2 separate regions of the Mus musculus genome follow, and region 1 is linked to region 2. A link is a contact called in public promoter capture Hi-C data. All regions are on one chromosome and are shown on one strand. The core of a region is the stretch at or near the end of the contact, and the rest is flanking DNA. Distances in the headings are between cores, read along the strand shown. Region 1 has its middle 42 kb from the start of Slc22a16. Region 2 holds the start of Rev3l (REV3 like, DNA directed polymerase zeta catalytic subunit).

Region 1 (4,533 bases), core at 161-2,660, 800 kb after region 2:
TGCTTCTCTTCATCGTTACATTACTGCTTTTTGGCTTCGACTGTGGGCAAGATCTGTGGCTTGCTGCTAGGCAGAATGCTGTACAGCGGATGGCTGCACCGGTGATTACATGACTGTTACATAAGAAACTGTGCCCATCTAGCTGGAGAATCTGGCTTTGTGGCATCAAGAGATCACATGTCTAGGAGCTTGATGGCAGCCATTGAGACTCCAAGCAGAGGAGCCTGGCCCATGGGAATCGGGAGATAATAAATGTGGGCTGTGTCAAGGCACAAGGCACTGATTATAACATTATCGCTCAGAAATTAACAGGCAGAGCAGTTATCTTTAAATTTTTTAGATTTGGGACTGCTGAGATGGCTCAGTAGAGGCGATTTCCCTGGTGACCTGAGTTCCATCCCCAGGACCCAAGGAGAGAACGGATTCTGCCCAATTGTCCTTTGACACACCCTCCCGTCACACACACCAATAATTATACATTTTTAAAAGTTACAGACTTATAAAATCTGACTCTTGTGTTTAAGTCACTGGCTGCTTTCTAGTTAATCTTTACAGACAATGTGAGGATGGGAGGCAAGATTCTCTCTTCCTCCTCCTCTTCCTCCTTCTCTTTTGAAACAGTGAATCTCTATGTAGTCCTGTCCAGTCACTCCAATCCGGCCCCCAAAAGTTCCGGACTACTCTTGGTGCAGATCTATCACAGCTTTCTTTTGCCCTGTGGTCCCTAGCTGAAAGCCATCAGTGACTTCCCACCTTTAGCTTCCTCAGTCCTGAGTCACTTGTCCCCAGGACTGGCAATTTCCTGGGACACACACCACACTCTGAGAGGTCAGAGGAAGATCCTGTTTAGACTAGGTGAGAGGTGAGCCATCATTCTTTGTGGGTAACAGCGCCTCTCTGTAAGTGTGCCATGGTCTTCCCAGGGAGTTCTGGTCTCTCTAAAAAAAATGTAAGGTTTGGCTGCACACTTCAGTCTGAATGTTACAACTTCAGGTAATTTCAGGTAGACTTTCCAGTTACTCTTTAGAAAGTGATGCCGGGGAAGGTAGTCCACAACACTGCTAGTACAGCGAGTACAAATATTGCTACCATCTTCTTCCCAGGACAGCTGAGTTCTAGATTCTTCTGAAGGCTACAGAAGTCTATCTGCAGTGCAGTCGCAGGACACAGGACTGCCTTGTCCTGAGTGGCAGGGAAAATCGAGGAATGTTGAGGGACAAGGACCCTGCCCCCTCAGCAACATTTTCTGAGTACCTTCTGTATGTGGGTGTGGTTTCTATGAGTTCAGAACCCACTTCCGGTGGGGGCTTCCAGGCTGCAGAAGAAAAGCGGGACATCGGACATGGTATTGCCCTGGGGCAGCTTTGTGCAGAAGGTTGCTATGAACACAGGAAGTGCTGCTGACACACAGTTGCCCTTGCAGAGAGGACTGAAGGCACACGTGAGCAGGCGACCAGCACATTCTTTCAGAGTTAATAAAGTGGCTAGAAAAAACGAGGTCTCCCACATTTTGTATTTCTGTAAAGAAAAAAGGTGATAGTGTGGATCATTTTACAACTGTTTGGGACACTTTTTGTTAAAATAAAAGTTACAGTATATGCGTATGCACCCTGCTCTTATGCAGTTCTGTTTTACCAGCCAGCAGCACAGACCCAATAGGAAAATTTTAAGTTGGTAATGTATTTTTTAAATGGCTGATAAAAACAATAATTAAAAGGGTAGGGCTCAAGGGCTGGGGCAGGGGGTGGTAAGGTACTTGATCTTCAAGCACAAGGACAGGAGTTCTAATGCCCACTACTCATGTAAAAGCTGGGTGTAGCTATGTGGGTCTGTAACTGCAGCCCCTGGCATTGACAGAGGCAGAGACAGGTGGATTCTGTGGACTTGTCTGCTGTGGGACTGTGATAGGCAGTCTATTTTGGTTGAATGGGGCTTGCTTCAGCAACCCAGTAGGAAACTCTACAAGGGATGGAAAAGCAAGCCATGTTCCCAGAATTTGGTGCCTGAAACCACAGAGCCTCCAACTCCATAAAATTCTGTGACTACCAATCACACAGACAATGCCCCAAGCTTCTGGCATTCTGGCTAGACTCCACCCCAACAGTTACCTGACTATAGCCAGGTATGCTCCTCCCCACAGTTACACAGTGATAGCCCAGCCCACTATAAGAGGGGCTGCTTGGTCCCTCCTTGCTCTCTTTAAGCTTTCACCTTTCTTACTCTCTTCTCTAGCCCTCTTTCTCTCCCCCCCCCGCCACCCCCCCCCCCCGCATGTGTCCATGGCCAGCCTCTCTCTTTCTACCTTTTCTCCTTCCCCCTGCCTTCTACAATAAAGCTCTAAAACCATAGACTTGTCTCTGCTCATCAAGGCCTGCCGTGCTTGAACGATCGGATAGGCTTTCTCCTAATGAGCCATGTCTAAACTCCCGCTGGACAGTCTTCCTGCACTCCAGCCCATGTGGGAACCATCAAGCGCCTTCTCCCCTTGCCCTCTGCTCACTTCGGCCCTGGGGCTCAGGGCTGTCCCGGGGTCCTTATTCTGTTCTCAGCTCTTCTGAGGTTTCCATTGGTGTATGGGATACCCGAAGCTGGGAACCTGGTGCCTAGGACTGCCCCTTGTCCACCACCCACAGAGCTGGGGTCCATGGCTTCACACAGCTAGACACTCACCCAGGGCTGCGTGGAAAGCGTGCGGCAGTCCTCCCTCATCTGCCCACCCAGAGCACCGGAACTCTGATGGGACACGGGCTCTCTCCCACTCCCCTCTTCCCCCCACACCCACAGCCCCACAGTCTTCCAGTTATTCTGGCCAAAATGGTTTAAGCTCCACCAGGTTCGTGAGGAGCCCCATCTCAAAAACTAAGCTGGAGTACACTGGAACACTATCTTAGTTTAGGTTTCTATTGCTGTGCGCACTGGTTTGAACAGGTGTGGCTCCCACAAACTCATGTGTTTGAATGCTTGACCCACAAGGAGCGACACTATTAGGAGATGAGTCCTTGTTGGAAACGTATGGCCTTGTTGGAGGAAGTGTGTCACTGTGGGGGTGGACTTTGCCAGTCTTCTCCTGACTTCCTTTGAATCAAGATGTAGAACTCTTAGCTGTCTAAACATTTCATTTGTAACAGAAGAAAATTTGAAACAAACGGGGAATGAACACACTAATCAGCAAGATTTGGGACAATTTGGGGCTGGAGAGATGCTCAACAACTCGTTGCTCTTCCCTGGGAACCCAAGTTCTGTTACCAGCATCCACTTTGTGGCTCTCATCGATTCATAAGTTAAAAACAACCTTTAAATAAAAATTGTGGGGCGGAGAGATAGCGCAGGCTGCTCTTCAAGAGAATTTGAGTCCAATTCCCAGAATCGTTTAAGGTGGCTTTTAACTGTAACTCCAGTCCCAGGGCTTCTGATGCCCTCTTCTGGCCTCTTTGGGCAAAGCACACAAGTGGTACACAGGCATAATGCAGAAGCAGGCATTGAATTCCTGAAACTGGAATTACAGGGGTTGTGAGCCACACGAGTGGTGGGAACTGAACCTCCTAACTGGTGAGCTATCCTTCCAGGCCCATCTTTTTCTTTTTCTTTCTTTCTTTTATTTTTTTTGTAACGTGTCTGGTGGCTTACAACTGCTTATAACTGCAGCTCTTGGGACTCTAAAGCCCTCTTCTGGCTTCTGTGGACACCTGTGTACAGGTGGTACACACACATGAAACAAAAAACAACATACCCTTTTCTTTAAAAGAGTTGAAAGTAGGTGGGGCCACGGCTTCAGTAAACTATGGATTGGGTTCCGAGACTTTACTGAGAGATCCACTCATTTAACTAACGGACACTGAGAGCTGAGCCACGCTAGGCCAGCAGGGGAGACATGATTTTGGATGGACAGGTGAGCTCATCTCCTCATGAACCATGACCCAGGAAGCTACGTGTCACTGTCTATCCCAAGAATATCAATGAGAGAGAGGGGGAGGGGTGGGAGGAGAATACTCAAACTAAAGAAGTAAGTTGTAGGCAGATGGAAGACATTGTTTTACAACCTGGAATAGATGCCCACATTCTTCCTTGAGTTCTCCCCTTTTTGCTGAAGTGATGCAGAGCTAGCTGCTATAAGACTGGGTGGACTTAGTCCCTAATGTGCACGAGGGGTCCTGGATGAGAGGCTCTACCAGCATTCCTCCCCCTCCCCTATTCTGCCTCAAGACCTAGTTCTCATTCTCAGGAGTGACTGGAGGAGGTGGTACTTTCAAATGACTGAGAAGAAAATCCCTCCCATATATTAATGCTCTCATAAACCTTTTAAACCACCCTGTCCTTTTCCTCATTAAAGACTTCCTTTTCCTCATTAAAGAGAACCTTTAAAGGTTCCATGCAAGGTGCTAAGTAAACCAGAGTTGTACAAGGCATACTAAAACACCGTGTGCTTGCGCCCTCTGTCCTACAGCTGGCTGCAGTCCAAGAGTGAGCCCCACGGGATCCTGTTCAGAAAATGCTATGGCTTTCTGAATTGTGAAACAGCCATTTCTAAAGTGT
Region 2 (4,160 bases), core at 71-2,570:
TCCGAGGTCACGCCCAGTATTAGTGACCAAGCCAGACAAAATCCATAGGTTCTAATTTAACATCCTCACCAGCAGCATCTGTTGCCCCCGCACCCCCCAATCCCTAACTGTGCCACTTCATCTCCTTTCTAGCTCCAAATAAAGTTGGTTTTTATTTTATGTCTTACCCCACCCCCTTTTTCTTCTGTGTCAACCCGTAGTAAAATCTTGCACTAAGAGTGAATGAAAACACGCCGACTTTTAGGAGCCTTTCCCTTTTGCCAACATTTTCTCTGAAAGGCTCTCGGGGCTCTCCGAGCAGCCGCGAGAGGAGTGGAGGGAGGGAGGTGAGTGGAGCAAACAAGTCTTTCCGTGTTCTCGCTCGTGCCGCGTGTGTGTGTGGGGTGTGTGTGTGTAGCCTGCGCGGGGGAACCCACAGTGGTTGTCCTAGTGCGAGAGGGGCAGGCGGTGGGGGAGTGGGGGGGTGGAGAAAACCACGACGGTGGGAAATCCCTGTGCTGTCGGTGTATCTGCCCAGCTTGGGCAAAGCTGGGCAGGGCCGCGCGTGAATAAATCTCCTTAAGTGGCCGGGCGCAGTCACTGCAGCACCGCAGAAGAGGAGGCGGGCGAGGCGGGGCGCGAGGCTCGCCCGGAGCTGGGGGGAGGGGAGGGCGGAGGAGGGAGCGAGCGCCAGGGCGGCCCTTTTATAGGCCGAGGCCCGCGCGCCCCCGCCCCTCGAGCTGGCCCGGGCTCCAGCTCCGCCGCCGCGTTACCTGAGAAGGGCCGGCACGTCCAACGCTCCGCCCGCCCGCTCGCTCGCCCGCCCGGCCCGCCCTCCCTCCTTCCCACCCTCCCGCTCGGCCAGGGCCGCCCGAGGTCTGTGCCGCGCCTCCCTTCTCCCGCTGGCGGCTTCCCTTACCTTGTGAAAACAAAACAAAACAAAAAATATCCTCTCCGCGGCAGCCCCCGCCTCTTCCGTAAGATGTGACATGGCGGTCGGCGAGGGGAACTCGGGAAGCCGCCAAAACCCTGCGCCCCTCTGAGCCTATCCATGCTATCGGCGCTCCCCGGGCCCCGCCGCAGTGACCCGGCCCACAGGCCGAATCATCGATTCCTCGGCGCGCGGCCCGGCTTCCCGCCAGCTTCTTCCCCAGCCGCGCGCTCCGAGCGGGGGAGAACCCCCTCCTCGTCCCCTCCCACCCCGGGCGCGCGCCCGCCCGCCTCCTCCCCCCCCCCCGTCGCCGCTCGCGCGCGCGCACACACACACCCCTCCTCCCCTCCCCCAGTGGTTGCGTCCGTGACATCATCATCATGGCAACAAGAGCTGCAGCCTGGGACCGAGGAGCCCGTGTGATTCCCGGCGGCGGCGGCCGTGGCGGCAGCAGCAGCGGTACCACCCGACCCGACGAACGCGCGAGGGCTTCTCTCCCGCTGCCTCTCGCCCGGAGCGTCTGAGGAGGCGGCGGCAGCACACAGCCTCCGCAGCCTCCGCGCGCCGCCGCCGCTGCCGCTCGTCCCGGCGTCCGTGCGAGGGGCGGGGGGGAAAAGCCGAACCGAGGAGGAAGGGGAGGAGGCGCCTCTGCGGAGCCCGCCGCCGCCGCTGCTGCCAGGTCGCTGAGTGGAGGGGAGGCGGTGGCGGTGGCGGCGGCGGCGAACATGTTTTCTGTGCGGATAGTGACTGCCGACTACTACATGGCCAGCCCGCTGCCGGGGCTGGATACCTGCCAATCCCCGCTCACCCAGCTCCCTGTCAAGAAGGTGCCGGTGGTACGAGTCTTCGGGGCGACCCCGGCAGGTAAGCGGGAGCGGGCGGGAGCGGGAGCGCGGGCGCCGGGTCGTCGGGGCTGCCCTCCCTCCGCGCACTCGCGCGCACGCCGCCGCCGGCGGCCCTCTACAGGGTCGCTGCGGAGTCTGCCCTGTTCTCGGCTTTGCTCGCCTTCTCTCTCGCGCGCGTGACAGGAGGCGCAAAAGAAAAAAAAATGTGGGCTCGCGTGAGCGCTGCGCCCCCCTCCGCGGCAGAGAGGCGGCGGGCGCCCGGTCTCTCCTTTGCGAGCGGCGAGCAGGCTGGAGCCCCTGCCTCGGTGGGTCGGGTGGCTGCGCCTCGTCCCCAAGGACGAGTTCGCGGGTCCTTAGAGGTCGGTCCCCGGCGGAGACCCCGGCCACTCGCTACGTGTCCCTAGTGCCCCGTTCGAGAAAAGGCTTTGAGGGCAGAGGCGAAGTGTCAGGCGTGTTGTCCGTCGCTCCCGGTTGCCTCTGTTCACCCTCGCTCTCCTCTGCCCCTGCCGGAGATGCTGTGGCTGTAGAAAGTGGCGCCCGGGGCCAGATAATTTTTCTCATTGAAGTGACCATGTGGCTCTTCTGTGAGTGCAGGTCGTGACTGCTTAGAGTTTAATGCCTCGACAGGGACAGAGCGGCATCCTCAGGTGCAATGCTTTCAGGAAATGTGCATCCATGGAAATAGGAACTACGTGTTTGTGTCGCCCAACATAAAATACTACACCTAATGGGGGTGGATTCGTTAGGAAACACAGCCAAGCTCAGCAGCATAGGCATTTTAAAATTCCTCTAGGCTGGGTTGCAGGGTTGCATTTTAAAAATAGATTAAAAAAAAAAAAGCCATTTTGAAGAAATGGTGGGGGGGGGAAATGACAAGCTATGTTCTGGAACACTCTTTGGGTTTATAATATAAATAGGTTAGGGGCCAGATATACAAGGTTTTGCGTTTTTATCTTTCAGTTTTGCGTCTTTTTACATGCTTTAAACTGTTAAGATGAAATGGTAAAGCCGTATTCTGGAAGACGATTCTTACCAAGGTATAGCCCTATGGGGTTTCAGACGGCATTTCCCACTTGATGCTCTTTGCCTTCGTCGCCATTCATCTTTATTACTACAGTCAGCTTCTGTGGACTACCAAGACAATACCATTTCCCAAAATACAGACACTCGTTCTAAGCTACTACCTTTTAATGTGAATTCTCTTTGTTAACAATGCCAATGACATAAATAAGGCTGGGTAAAAGACTCCTTTTTCAAGTAGAGTTTGATGCTGTGAACCTTGGAAGATCGAGAACCGGAATGCTGGTAACAGTTGGTAGAAAGTATAGCATTTGAGACGTGGAAGACTGGAAAATCAGAGGCATTATAATGTTCTGGAGGATAGGTTTTCTACCTTTTTAAATGCTGTGCTGCTGTCTTTGTTTTGATTTGGAATCTCAGGGTAATACACTGCCTGTTCTCCTTTCAGCTGCAGAGGATGATAGTGAAGTTGATTTTCAAGTTGTAGAGCAACATGCTAATAGGATATTGTTGTGGTGGTCCAGTTTGTATGGTGGTCGAGTTATAGGTTTTCCTGCTACACTCACTCAATAGGTATACGTGAGTGATTTTAAAACTATTATGTAGGAAAGCTTTTGTTTGTGCGATTGCATGAATTTCACTTGCTATTAGCCGATTCTGTGAAAGAGTATCTTTTACAAATAGACTGGTGTAGACACTTGTGTTTCTGAATGTTGGAATGTGAACTATTTCATAAGAAATATTTATCTCTTCTTCTTGAATATCTTACAATAGGTCGCCAGCCTCCAATTAAAAAGAGAAACCCTCTGTGTTTTTTGTGGTGTACTTGGAAATGTATACTATAAATGAAGAAAAAATAAGTACTTGTGATACAGGCAAAAGCAATCATCACGTTGCTAAGGAGTATCATGTTGCTAAGGAGTATCAGGTTGCTAAGGAGTATAAGGTTGAAGGTATAATTCACAGGTTAAAGCAAAAGTTTCTGTTTCAAGCATGACACATAGATGGATGTAAATGTCAGTTTAGACCTCAGTAATTGGTTCATTAATATATGGTAATAGTGCTTGTGAGATACCTTGGTGCTGAGGTCAGAGGAAAACAATAAAATAATTCCTTACATAGTATAAAACAAATCTTGTTTCCTCAATGTGAGAAAAAAAAATTGAAGTCCTTGGCACACACTTAAAGTCTCCAGTTTTTATAAATCAAGCATTTTTAATGTCATAGACCGCCCCCCAGTAGAGTTAATATTAATCCAGACTCAATGAAAACTACCCTGCAGAATTTTCTGCTTTAAATTCTCTTCCCAAAGAAAACTAGTCCAGGCCATGTAGATTTAAAACTTGGAAATAATGTAATAGAGCGGCCAGAATATTTTATTAAAA

Evidence for each region. Promoter capture Hi-C pulls out the DNA fragments that hold promoters and counts their contacts.
Region 1: a promoter capture Hi-C map of pre-B cells shows a contact between it and region 2, with 3 times the contacts expected there. The contact joins the enhancer-like site here to the promoter of Rev3l in region 2. A contact is called at or near these places in 1 of 39 promoter capture datasets (pre-B cells), 1 of 115 datasets of contacts at active chromatin or transcription factors (memory CD8 T cells) and 1 of 9 other capture datasets (macrophages).

Annotation. Positions count from the first base shown.
Region 1 is chr10:40,526,416-40,530,948 of GRCm38.p6, forward strand. No RefSeq gene overlaps it. Among named protein-coding and RNA genes, the nearest start is that of Slc22a16, 42 kb to the right of the region's middle. Within about 2 kb of position 1,411, at least 118 of the 459 cell types and tissues checked have an H3K27ac peak or open chromatin away from gene starts, as enhancers often do. A contact at or near this core is called in memory CD8 T cells and pre-B cells, where this site is marked.
Region 2 is chr10:39,730,840-39,734,999 of GRCm38.p6, forward strand. Rev3l (REV3 like, DNA directed polymerase zeta catalytic subunit) reads left to right here and starts at 1,321. Exons shown (of 32, transcript NM_011264.3): 1 at 1,321-1,774. The coding sequence starts at 1,636. E130307A14Rik (RIKEN cDNA E130307A14 gene) reads right to left here and starts at 1,168. Exons shown (of 3, transcript NR_038037.1): 1 at 899-1,168.